Linked DNA regions of Sus scrofa: all the other regions are linked to region 1. The links are chromatin contacts, called in public HiChIP or PLAC-seq and promoter capture Hi-C maps. All regions are on one chromosome and are shown on one strand. The core of a region is the stretch at or near the end of the contact, and the rest is flanking DNA. Distances in the headings are between cores, read along the strand shown.

What was found. Promoter capture Hi-C pulls out the DNA fragments that hold promoters and counts their contacts. HiChIP or PLAC-seq counts read pairs in DNA pulled down with a chosen protein or histone mark.
Region 2: a promoter capture Hi-C map of fetal liver shows a contact between it and region 1, with 3 times the contacts expected there. The contact joins the promoter of G3BP1 here to the promoter of SLC36A1 in region 1. A contact is called at or near these places in 2 of 5 promoter capture datasets (fetal liver and liver), 2 of 47 Hi-C or Micro-C datasets (heart right ventricle and liver) and 1 of 2 datasets of contacts at active chromatin or transcription factors (alveolar macrophages).
Region 3: an H3K27ac HiChIP or PLAC-seq map of alveolar macrophages shows a contact between it and region 1. The contact joins the promoter of ATOX1 here to the promoter of SLC36A1 in region 1. A contact is called at or near these places in 22 of 47 Hi-C or Micro-C datasets (alveolar macrophages, brain, embryonic fibroblasts and 15 more) and 2 of 2 datasets of contacts at active chromatin or transcription factors (alveolar macrophages and skeletal muscle).

What each region holds. Positions count from the first base shown.
Region 1 is chr16:71,587,031-71,591,200 of Sscrofa11.1, forward strand. It overlaps SLC36A1 (proton-coupled amino acid transporter 1), which reads right to left and starts at 2,502. Exons shown (of 11, transcript XM_003134140.5): 1 at 2,310-2,502. LOC106506564 (a long non-coding RNA gene) reads left to right here and starts at 1,163. Exons shown (of 3, transcript XR_002339800.1): 1 at 1,163-1,690; 2 at 2,773-2,826.
Region 2 is chr16:71,274,394-71,278,563 of Sscrofa11.1, forward strand. G3BP1 (G3BP stress granule assembly factor 1) reads right to left here and starts at 1,691. Exons shown (of 12, transcript NM_001205405.1): 1 at 1,561-1,691. LOC100514500 reads left to right here and starts at 2,336. Exons shown (of 2, transcript XR_002339616.1): 1 at 2,336-2,458.
Region 3 is chr16:71,297,302-71,301,471 of Sscrofa11.1, forward strand. It overlaps ATOX1 (antioxidant 1 copper chaperone), which reads left to right and starts at 2,020. Exons shown (of 4, transcript NM_001167641.2): 1 at 2,020-2,134. The coding sequence starts at 2,129. LOC100514500 reads left to right here. Exons shown (of 2, transcript XR_002339616.1): 2 at 960-1,013. LOC110257252 (a long non-coding RNA gene) reads right to left here. Exons shown (of 3, transcript XR_002339617.1): 3 at 1-432.

The DNA of each region.
Region 1 (4,170 bases), core at 1,252-3,751:
AGCCATTCACTCAGCCCCGTTTGGGGATCTCATTTCGGGTCAGGGTAGAAATAAGCACTATATTATCAATAGAGATGACTCTCCAGCCTCTGACCCTGGAAGAGGTAACAAGAACATAAAGGACTGAGACACTCACTGGCAAAGGGAGGAGGGATAAAAAGAAACAGTAGGAGTTTTCAACATGAGAATGGTTATCTGAGTAAAGGAGGAAGATAAAGCAGTCACAAGAGCAGACATCTGTTCCATCTACACAACTTCATGCCCTACGAAACAAGAGATTTGGTCCTAGAATTTCTCAGGCCTTCTGAGTTAGAAGAAACTCTAAAATTTTATCTAGTCCAACCCTCTACCCGACACGGTGATCCAATCTACTACATTCTCCAAAGTAACTGGCCAGGGACAAGGACCTCCAGCGACAGAGACCACCACGTTGTGATGTGAGAGCGCTAATTCTTTTAAAGCCCTTATTCAGGCTCATTCAAAACCACCTCCCTCCTGGTACTTCTATCCACAGGTCCAAGGTGTGGTCTTTGGAACACTACCCAAAAAAATGGAATCTACTTCCTCAGAGCACCTTTAAAATAGACAAAGACAGCACTGAGCACTTCAAGCTGCCACAGGGATAAGGTCAAATGAACAATATATGCTTTAAAGGGAAAACAAGAACTCAATAGCAGACAATTATAAATGGCTTTGTGACTGTTACAAAACAAAGGAAGACAGATTTAACATCATAAGTATAACTCTGCCAAAAACGGGCTGCATCCCAAACAGTCCCAAACTCAGAGCAAATGACCAAGTCTTTTGTCTCCTTTTGCTTCAAGGACATCTTTTAAAACAAACAAACAAAAAAACACAAACACACACAGTAAATGTACGAGTTACTTACTATAGCCTAGGCTCTCAACAAAATTCAAAGAGGGCCTTGATCATATTTAAAATAATAAAAGTTAAAATCATTTTCAGCTATCAGCATTAAGCTTAGACATAACACAGAGATAGGAAGAAAGAGGAGGTAGATTTCATGGCAACCACAAACAAGAAGGGAAACTGCCTCCTGGCCAACTGTATTAAGCCTTATTACAGACAGATACTAATATACACAGGGGAAAGAAAAAACCTTTCTGATTAGAAAACAAACAGCCTGAGATGCAAAGAATGGCAAAGCAGAAGGAGCCCTTCGAGATTCCACCCCATCACTGTGCAGACTGGGAAACCTACACCCAGGCAAGGATGGGAGTCACTCAAGGTTGCAAAGCCAACGGTCAGAACTAGAAGAAAATTTCCTGATTCTTCAATCTCGGTTCTTTCCATTACCTCACACTATCTACTTTCAGCAAGCCTCAAATAACTGCAAAACATCCATCCGAATAACCAGCATTCTTCGAATCTGACAAGCTACATTACAAATAAAGCAAAGGTCTTGACAGTCTTTAATGCCAGAGCTCTTCACAACCAGAGCTGGGAGCCACCTACCCCTCCCAGGAGCATACTCCGCCTCTTATTTCACGTTTTGGGATGGTTTACACAAAATTGCGTGACGGTTAGAAACAGAACCTACTGAATGATGAGTCTGCAGAAAAATCCTGAATACTGAAAACAGGGAACCACACCCAGAGCCGGATCCCAGCGAGAGAGAACGAAGAGCTACAAAAGGGGAGTGGAATGAAAGAGAAGGGGACACAAAAGGGTACGGTGACTTCTCACCTATTAAGTTTTTCGCAGGAGGCAGGGTAGTGAAAAGCAAAGAGCCGCTAGAGCTCAGGGAGACTTAGTTTCTCGTCGCACGTCTGCAACTAACTCACTGCATGACCGTAGGCAACCGCCACTCCTTAGACCTCAATCTCCGCAAGAGCCCTAGATGGGGGCTGTAAAAGATAATTTCCCAGAGTCCTTGCGGTTCCTTACTCTACGACTCAAAGACCCGCTACTAGCAAGTTCCAAGCAGGACTCCCACAGCGGGCAGGTCACTTGACCGCGACCTCCTGACCCCTCCAGGAACCTCCGCAGAAGCCCTGTGGTCGTTTGGTAATCTTTCCCATCTGTTTCCACACCTGTCAAACAGGTCAGGGAGGTCATGGGAGAAGAGCGCGAAGGACAAGGGATTCTCCAGCTCCCCTTCTCCCGGAGGGGTATGCACCACACCGCAGCTGCGGTCGGGGAGCCGAGGAGACTCGGACCCGCAGCCCAGGCCAGTCGGCCAGTCAGTGTCTAACCCGAAGCCTCTGCGGCGCGGGGAGGAAGGGGACATGGGTTCAGCAAAGGCGCTGACCCGCCGCCAGCCCCAGCCCGTCCGTGCACGGACTCACCGCTCGGGGTTCCGACTTGAGCTCTGGCTCCTGCTTCAGCCCAGCAGCCCACCTGTCCCTGCCTCAGCGTGGAACCCTTGCCATCTCCACCGCCGGCTGCCCTGGCAGCCGCTTCCGGGCCCCATCACGTGACCCAGGCGCCCAAACCCGAGAGCCGGGTCACGTGCTCCCGCGCGAGGCTGCTGCTTTCCTCTCGCGGGGCTCGGAAACTCAGTTCCGCACCGCCACCTCGCGGCCGGATGCTGCCCCTACAGGCAGCATGATGTGGCTGGGGACCGAGTCGGGCGTGGGAGATCCGAGCAGCTGCCGCCAGTCCAGAGTCGCAGCACCGTCCCCTGAGCTGTGGCTTGTGAGAGATTGCTCCGTTTTACACCCGCGGCCTTTTCTTTAACACGTCTCAATGGGTACTTGTTGCTTTTATCATCGAAAAATAGTACACTAAAAAAAAATCTCCTCTGGTCAGATTTTTAGACGTTTTACACAAACGGGAGCTTGCGACCGGACACAGAACTGTGAGGTAAGGCAACACTCTTTTTAAACATATTTACAATTGTGTGTGTGTGTCTTTTTAGGGCCTCACTGTGGCATATGGAGGTTCCCGGGCTAGGGGTCCAATTGGAGCTGCAGCTGCCGGCCTGCACCACAGCCGTGTCGGATTCGAGCCGCATCTGCTACCTACACCACAGCTCACAGCAGCGCTGAATCGCTGACCCACGGAGTAAGGCCAGGATCCAGCCTGAGTCCGCGTGCATACGAGTAAGACTTGTTGCCACTGAGCCAGGACGATGGGAACTCCTATTTTAAAAATTTAAGTGACCCTTTTATTTATTTTTTTATTATTATTATTATTTTGTCTTTTTGCCTTTTCTAGGGCTGCTCCCGCGGCATATGGAGGTTCCCAGGCTAGGGGTTGAATCGGAGCTGTAGCCACCGGCCTATGCCAGAGCCACAGCCACGCGGGATCCAAACCGCGTCTGCAACCTACACCACAGCTCACGGCAATGCCAGATCCTTAACCCACTGAGCAAGGGCAGGATCGAACCCCCAGCCTCATGGTTCCTAGTCGGATTCGTTAACCACTGCGCCACGACAGGAACTCCCAAGTAACCTTTTTAAATGAATGGCAACATTTCTGTATGTTTGAGGTGTATGTATTATCTAAGCTTCTCTTTCCTCCTCTTAGCAGATTTTACTTTTGAAAATTAACTACCCAGCCAAAAGAAATATATTGCTACAGCTACAAATGGATAAATCTTAAAATAATTATATCTGGATAAATCTTAATTATGCCAAGTGAAAGGGGGGAGGTCAGAAAAAAGAATCTGTTTATACAATATTCTAGAAATTTTAAAATAATCTACACTGACAGAAAGCACAGCAGTGGTTGTCTGGGAATGGATGAGGAGACCAGGAGAGGAAAGAGTGATTAGAAAGGGGCATAAGGAAACTTTCAAGGTGACCAATATATTATCTTGATTGTGGTGATGGTTGCACGAATATATATGTTGAAAGCTATGAAATTTAAATATGTGCAGTTTACTGTATGTAAATCATACCTCAATAAATCTGTTAAAATATTCACTAAATTGTATAAGTAAAACATTAACATATTTTATTAGAGCTATTAGGCAATGTATAAGTGTAGAAATAAGTGTATAAACAGTGGAAATTCCCCTTCTCCAAATTTATTCTCCTCTCCAAAGATTTATAGTTACCAGCATGTATTATCCTCCAAACCCTATGTATTTATAGAAATATCTTTATATAGACATGTGCAGATACCTGGTGTTAAAATTTAGGATCATAAATACCAGTAGTTATTGTTTTGCTTAACACTTTTTACTATCTGTGCTGTTTTCTT
Region 2 (4,170 bases), core at 441-2,940, 310 kb before region 1:
CTGCAACACAGGAACATTTATTACTTTTACCTTAATACACTAGCCTAAAGAAATATAACTCTACTAGAAATACTTAAACACAAGTCTTTGAAGGTACCTTCTACATTTGCATGTAACAGGAGCACATGCAACAATGCTAAATAGACAGACTTTCATCCACAGAAGATCCCAACCGCCTTAAGGGTAAGATTTCCAATTCCAAGAGCTATCACCCCTAACGCACCGAGCTTAGGCTCCACAGAGGTCAAATGTATACTCTAACTGGGCACCAAGGTTTCCATTCCAATTTCAAATTTTAACTTACACATGCTGGCTAGATCTGAAACGCCTCAAAGTGCAACCTCATTTTCCTCGACTATAAAACGAGGAAGTCAAACAATCTTCTCCAAGGTCTTTCTCGAAAGTCTGCCCCAATTAAAAAATGAAGCAAAGATTCAAGATATCAAGGCCTAACTTCCTGCTGGTGGGAATTTCCCATCGTCAGCCTACTACGTTTCAAATCTGACAGCACACTGTCCAGGTTCAGTTGCACTTAGTCATTTTATTCTGTCGTTTCCCCAGAAGCTTTTAAGGCAGCACGTCCGTCAGCCACCTGTAGGAAAACCTGTCGCAAGGAGGCCCAAACCCTTTCTCTTCCTTGGTCACAGACCCACGCCCAACCCTTGTCTCCCTGGAAGCCCACAACTGGCCCAACTACAAATGCCGCTGCAGTCGACCTTCCGAGGCTGGTACTGTCCCCAGGGACTAGTGCTCTGGGGGCAAAGGTGCCCTGGAGCCGCACACGGCGCTGCAACAAAGACTACAATAGACTTGGGGGACGAGGAGTCAGGTGGCCTGCGTTCAAATTCCTGTCCCTAACGATCTGTGTTCGACCGTGTCACTCCACCGCTGGGCCTTCGAATCCGCTGTAAACATTAGAAAATCATGGTACCTACCTCATCGGGACATTGCGGGACTAAAGGGGAAACACACAAGGTGCGCACGACTGTGCCTGGCACAGAGGGAGGGCTTAGAAGATGAGTAGTTAGTACTATCATCATTCGACATCCACGAAGTCGCTGCTTACCCTTCACTCGCTGTAAAAGCTTGGGGGGCAGCACTTCTGCTTCCCGAGTCCAGAAATTCTCATCGCACTTTCGTGCCCCCCCCCCCCCATAAAAGCCTTCTCTGGTCTGGGATTAAGCTGGAGCTACAGCCAGGAAAGGACTCGGATGGCGCGTGGGGGTGCGGGCGGGAAAAGCTGGCGAGCTCGCCGCGCGGGGCCCCAGGCCCTCGAGAGCACTCTGGGGCTCGGGCGGCGGCTGCGGCTCGCTCTCGCCCCGCGTGGCCGTTGGGCGCGGCACGCGCACGCCGCGAACGCGGACACGGCCACGCGCGCCGGCCGGTGGGGGCGGGGGGCGGAGAGCTCCTGCGCGCCCGTGCGCCTGCCGCGCGCGCCTGCGGCCGTTGGGGCGGAGGTGGGGAGGGGGAGCTCGCACAGTCGCCGTTCGGACGTCTCCCTCTCACCTCTGCCCCAGCTCGCCCTCCTACCGGTCCAGCCCCGCCCACACCCTGCCGTACCTGCACGGCTGAACGGGAGAGGAACAAGCTCTGCTCCACCGCAAGGCAAAAGGCAAATACCCTTCACGCAACTGCGTCCGCACACACGCGTGCTCCGTCGCCGGGCTATATAACCGAGACTCAGACTAACTTGTTGCGGCCAAGTCGGGCAGGCTAGTGGCCAATCCCGACGGCGTCCTCTGAGCTCTTCGCGCAGCAATTGGGTACTGACTCAGGATGAAGGCGTGGCTCTTGATTGGCTTTGACTTTTGCCTATGAGCCTGTAAGGATCTCGTTTCCCTAGTGACGGATTGGCACTGAGAGAGACCAATAACGGAAAGGTACGGTGGGGAAGGGGCTGGGAACTTCTTTGACCGATATCCACGGTAGCCAATAAGTGCGTGCAGCCGTTCCCATTCGTTAAAACGTCTTCCCCTGGGCGGAGATCCGTTTTCCATGCAGGAGCGGTTGATCCACAAGGTGGGGCCCTTGTACTTTGGGGAAGTAAACCCCAAGCAACTAGGAGGTGGGCGCCAGGGTGGCTGGGGGGCCCCGGCCCAATCGCAGCGCGGAAAAGAGGTGATTGACGCCGGGGTTGAACGGTACCGAGGAGGCTGAGCCCCGGGGGCCGCCTTGCCTTCTGGGGAGGTTCTGAGGCTTTCTTGGCCCCGGCTTCTGTCCTTTTCCCTTTCCTTTCTTCACTTGTTGGGTGCGGTCCCTGAGGCCCCCTTCTCCCGCTTTTCCCGCACAATTTGGTACCAGCCGAACCAGATGGTGAAGTTTCCCGTTGCTTTATTTTATTTTTTTCCTCTTATGCCAACTTTTTTATTTCCACGCGGCCGCCTAAGGGCACTTGCTGGTTCTCAGCATTAGTCAGCACTATTACTGGACAACCGTTCAAGGAAAGCCAGAGGAGAAGGTAACTCCCGTTGTGTACCTAAGGGCTTGTAAAAAGGTCGCACGTGAAAACTGTTGACTTTGAGGACACTCGTTTCTACTCTGCCCTTCTGGGCAAGTGCTGCTGCAGGTCGGCTAGTGGGTGTTGACCGAGGAACAAGAGTTTGTTCATTCTCCCGGCAGCTTGGCCCTTCCTGTAACATCCTGTGCGTCACCACCATTGTCATTCCCATTTCCAGTTGCCCTAGGTGTGGGGCCTTATTTCTTGTAGTCGTTACATCTTGAAAAGGTAGTTTGTCAAACTCCTATGGACACCCCAAAGCGTCCCTAAAACACCAGAGGCTAAGTGACGCTCCAGCCCGGTCCTGTCCACGTCTTCTAGCCTTTTGTTAGGCCCTCTATTGGTCACCCTGAGCATTTCACATGGAAATACAGAGACACGCCTCGTTTGAGTCTCCTTTGCAGGCACGTGGTCCTGGGGAGGGTCTCAAAATTTTGTAAATTTGGAAATAATGCACGTGGAGCCTCTGCTGGGGGCGAAAGGACAGGGGAGGCAGCCTGGTGGGGTCGGGGTGCAGCCCCAGAAGCTAAATGGGAGCGTCCCTCTGCCCCCCGCCCCCCAAGCCCCACTCCTGCATCAGCCTCTCTCATTCAGCACTTAATGAACTCCAGGGGCTGGGGTCAGGGATGATCAAGATGCTGCTGACCCTGCTTGCTGCCACCCATTGAACAAACCAGGGCCTGGAAGCTCCTCCGCGAGCTCGGGGAAACTGGGGAAGGGGCATATGGGACTTTGGGGGCAAGGAAGGGATCTCGGCTCAGAGGAGAGGATCCGCCACAGGTTTTCTGATTTAAGGAACCTCCAGGATCTCGTTAGCCTTACTAAGGAATTTGGACTTTACTCGGAGGGAGATGAGGAGCCCGTGAAAGATTTCTTAAAAGGTGGACGAGGACATTTGCAGGTTTTTTTTTTTTTTTTAGGCCCCCCCCCCCAGCATATGGAAGTTCCCAGGCTAGGGGTCAAATCAGAGCTATAGCTGCTGACCTACAGCACAGCCGCAGCAACACCAGATCCGAGCCATGTCTGCGACCTGCACCACAGCTCATGGCAATGCAGGCTCCTCACTGAGCAAGGCCAGGGATCGAACCCACATCCTTAGAGATACTAGTTGGATTCGTTTCTGCTGCACCACAACAGGAACTCTGACATTCGCAGTTTTCAAGACAACTTTACAAACTGAACTGCTAATCAGAGCAGACTGGCTGTGAATCTTGGAATTCACAGATGAGGTTATTTAACCCAGGCAGCCTGTGATTGGGCTATTCTTAATCACATTTGGAGGGAATTTTAAATGATATAGCTGTTTTTGTAAGGCTCTTTGGCAATCTGTTAAAATTGTGTATGTGGGCGTTCGAGTCATGGCTCATCGGAAATGAATCTGACTAGCATTCATGAGGACGCAGGTTCAATCCTTGGCCTCAATCAGTGAGTAAAGAATCTAGTGGTACCTTGAGTTATGTAGGTCGCAGACGAGGCTTGGATCTGGTGTTGCCATGGCTGTGGTGTAGGCCACAGCTACAGCCTCAATTTGACCCCTATCCTGGGAACCTCCATATGCCACAGGTGCAGCCCTAAAAAAAAAAAGATAAAATTGTCTATACCACCCTTCTTGCAAAATAGACACATTTCTAGAGTGTTCATTATACGCACTGTCAGCTTTGTTAGGATATTTA
Region 3 (4,170 bases), core at 770-3,269, 290 kb before region 1:
GAAAAAAGAATCTTATTAAAGAATATAGGAGTAGCAGATATGAGGCACAGCTACTGCCCATAGGGCTAAAATAATGAAATGGGGTGCTCAGGAAGAATCCTGCTTCCACACATCCAGGCTGCGATCCAAGCCTTGTGGCTTACTGGACAGAGTGTCTATGATGCCATGGTGGTGGAACTTGCTAGAAGGTCACCCACTAGGCTGGAAAACTGCCCTCTAGGATGCTGGAGAAAGCTGTTCACAGAGAATCATCTTATTGGAGTTACTCCTCTGCTATGAAAGCACGTAAGCAGGACAGGTACTGGAGGAACTGCTGCCTATCATGTACTGCTGGTCCTTTTCCACAGCAGGAACCAGGTGCTGGAGAAGCCATCCTCAGAAGCTAGGCAGAGGCCAGTCACAGATACTCCAAGAGCCTGGAGACTGAGCACACTGGAGTAAGAAAGGAAAACCTTAATTCATTGAAAAAAATTTTTAAATAAAAAATTAAAAAAAATAAATGTTACAGGAGTTCCCTTGTGGCACAGTGGGTTAAGGATCTGGTATTGTCACTGCAGTGGCCCAGGTCACTGCTGTAGTGAGGGTTCAATCCCTGGCCCAGGAAGTTCCACAATGCTGTGGGTGTAGACCAAAAAATAAAAATGTTACAAAACTCTAAAAAAAAAAAGAAAAAAAGGAAAACCTTTCCTCCTCCAGTGTCTCTCCAGAGCCTTTACTGGCAAAGCTTAACATCCTGCCATTTGGCAAAGCAAAAGTAATCTTCAAAGGGTCCAGATTTTCACAAGCAGGCAAAAATGATGAATTGGAACTAAGACACAGTAGCCAGCACACTTTCTCAAAAAGGTTTTGTGTATTAGAGTATAGTTTTCCTTAACCAGTGGTTTCCTAAACAAGGAGGAGGAGAGGAACAAAAATACACGAATTTGTTTTTTTGTTGCTTTTGTTTTTCTTTTTAACAGCAGCACCTGCAACCTACAGATATTCCCACACTAAGGGTCGAATTGGAGCGGCAGCTGCTGGTCTATACCACAGCCACAGCAATGCCAGATCCCAGCCACGTCTTCCGCCTATGCAGTGGCTTGCAGCAACGCTGGATCCTTAACCCACCGAGAGAGGACAGGGATCAAACTCACTGCGTCACAGGGGACCGTTCTTAACCCGCTGGGCCACAACGGAACTCCAATGACAGATCTTTGAAACTGCTAACATAGACGTAGGCTCCTTGGATATTTTAAGGACAGAAACAGCCTGGTACTCGTGTGTGTGTGTGTGTGTGTGTGTGTGTGTGTGTGCGTGCGTGTGTATCAAGACCTGGGGCTTGACACACCTTCTGTGTCTTAGAGCATCTCCGCCTCTGTCTGTCTTTACCCATGGCTATGGGTCTCATGTCTTTGCCGTGTCATTTCTCCATCTCTCTCAATAGTTGCTTCTCAGTCTGCCTCCTCCAAGCTATGCCCTATGCCGTTTCCTCTGCCTCCTTCCTCCCCAAATAACTCTTCTTCCTTCTACAGATGGACGAAGATTTCCGCCTCTGGAAGCCTCCTCACTTCACGAACCGCCTTCACCCTCCAGTCCGAGTTAGAGGTCTTTTCTCCGCTCGCACTGAGACACGGCTCCTTCCTTTAACACTGCTTTATCTTGCATCGTCATCTCCTGCTTCCCTGGCTCCCTACTAAGCTGTATCTTTCCATACCTGCATCTTGGATGCCTCGCACAGGGCCAGCCCAGGGCTGGCAATAAATACTGAACGGGTGAACAAATGAGGTGGTTCCTTTGCGGGGGTGGTGGGGGGAGTTTCCAGCCCCTAATACATGCCTGACAAAGGGTAGGCGGTCTAACCACGGTCCGCATGCGGGGCAGGCTAGCCGAGGTCCCTCCCACCGCCTAGCACAGACGTGGCAAGTGGCCAGGGGCTCCATCCCGGCCGGAAAGAGGCGGAGAGGACAACAGCCTCCAGGCCGCTGCCCGCCCGCGAGGCCGGGGGGGCGTGGCTTAGCCGGAGGCCCGGCCGGAGGGGGCGGGGCCGGGACCAAAGAGCGGCTTCTGCGGGGCGCGCGCACCCGGAAGCGCAGCCGCGCCAGCGCTCAGAGCCGCGGGAGGCGTCGCCACGGCCACCACGTCCTCAGTCATGCCGGTAAGTGGTCACGCCGCCTTCGCCCCGCGCAGACCCGCGGCCCACCGCTTGCGCCTCGTCTGCACTGCGGCTTGGCCACAGGTCGCTCTTCAAGGGCTCTGGCTGCGGCCGGAGCTGTCGCCCCTCTTCTCATCCCCTCCCCGCCCAGGCCCCAGCTTTTGCTTCTGCGACCCTCCAAGAAAATCGAATCCCAAGGGATTTTTATCTAGGAGTCAGGTGTCAGAACACCGAAGCTGCAAGGGCTCCAAGCGAGTACCAATCCAAACCTTCCTTGTATAAAAGGGGAAACTGAGGCCCAGAGACGGGCAGCGTCGACGGAGGTCCCGCAGGGTGATCCGGAACCGGAACTGGGCGGGGCCTGGATGCCCGTTCCCTCGGGGATGGCTCTGGACCTTGGGACAGGGAAGGCGTTCAGAGATCCGTGTTTCTCTTCCCTTCCCCCTGCCCACTCTTTCAGGTCAGCGCCAGGCGACACCGAATGGAGACAGTGCTTTTAACCTTTGCTCCTGGTCGGTTCATGAATCTGAACTCATGAACTCCAGAGAGGTTCAGGGACCGCCCCACAATTGATCACTTGCTCAGTGGCAGCGTTTGGGGCCGAATGCGCAGGTCGTAGCCCGCCTTTGCAGCTCACTCCGTCTTAGCGAGTATACTCGGTTGCTCATGGCCTCATTTTGTAGATGAAAAATTAAGGCCTTTTCCAGATTAAGCAAATTAAAGCCCAATGGTTTATTCAAGGTGGTGTTGGGAGTTGAGTGCAGCCAGGATAAAGCCCTTTATCTACTGTCTCGCAGTCTCTCCTGGCCTGACCACAAGCCAAGTGCCCAACAAAAGTAGTCATACCGGCTTGGGAGGAAGCACTGATCCTAGTTGCAACCTGGAGATCCTGGCTAGAGTCATGTGTTTAGCACATGACATCCCCCAGGGTTCCTAGTTTATGGCTCTGCTCCAAGTGGGTACCCAGAGGTGTCCCACAGATGCTCTGTGTCTTAGCAGCCTAGCTTTGGGGAGCTGACAGGTGAGCCAGAGGCCCCCTGGGCCACGCCACAAACATCTCAGGTGTCATTTCCTTTGGGTCTCGCCAGGTGCCTTGAGACAAATCCTCAGACAACACAAAGTCTGGACAAAGAACCTGACAGAATTAGCCCTCCCAGTTGAACAAATCTGCCTGCAGCAGTGACAGAGGATGGCATTAATCACCCTGGGACTAGAATAGTGAAGGCTACCAGGTTTTTGTGGGGGACGGGAGAGAGGGAAAGGCCAGCTTGAGGGTCAGTGCTCTCTGTTCACTTCTGGGGATTCTGACAAGCCAAAGACCCTCCAGAGTGGGTGATGAGAGTGAAGAGGGTACTTGTCACCACAGTCACGAGAGGGACAGCTGAAGGAAGGATTATTAGTCAAGGGACTGTCACCAAAACTGCAAGGGGAAGAGTGTGTCACCTGAGAGGTTTCTCTGACAAACACTTGAGATCTCAGAAACCTCTGGAAAATCTGGGTTCCTGTTCGCTGACTCGGTGACCTTGGGCAAGCTACCTTCCTTCTCTGTGCCTTGATTCCCTCATCTGTAAAATGGGGATTAAAAAAACTGACCTCACAGAGCTGTTTTTAGTATTAACTGGGAAAATGCCAGTAAAATACATAGCCTAGCTACTGACATAGTTAGTCCCCAAGAAATGGCAGCTTTTGTGCAGACCTGGAATGAGTCAGGTGGGACTACAGGCAGGCAGGTTTCAACTCCATTTTAACAAGGACCACATGATAAGAGTTTAGGCTTTGGATACTGTATCCAGACTAGCCCCTGCTACTTAGTAGCTTTATCACCTTGAGTGAATACCCTAATGTCATGTCAAGAAAGGATAATATTTACCTCAAGGGTTTGTTTTGATGATTAAACAAGGTAATGCATGGACAATGGCTGACCCACATGGTAGGCACTCTAATATATATATATGTGTGTGTGTGTGTGTGTGTATTTTTCGGGCTGAACCTGCGACACATGAAAGTTCCCTGACTAGGGGTCCAGTCGGAGCTGCAGC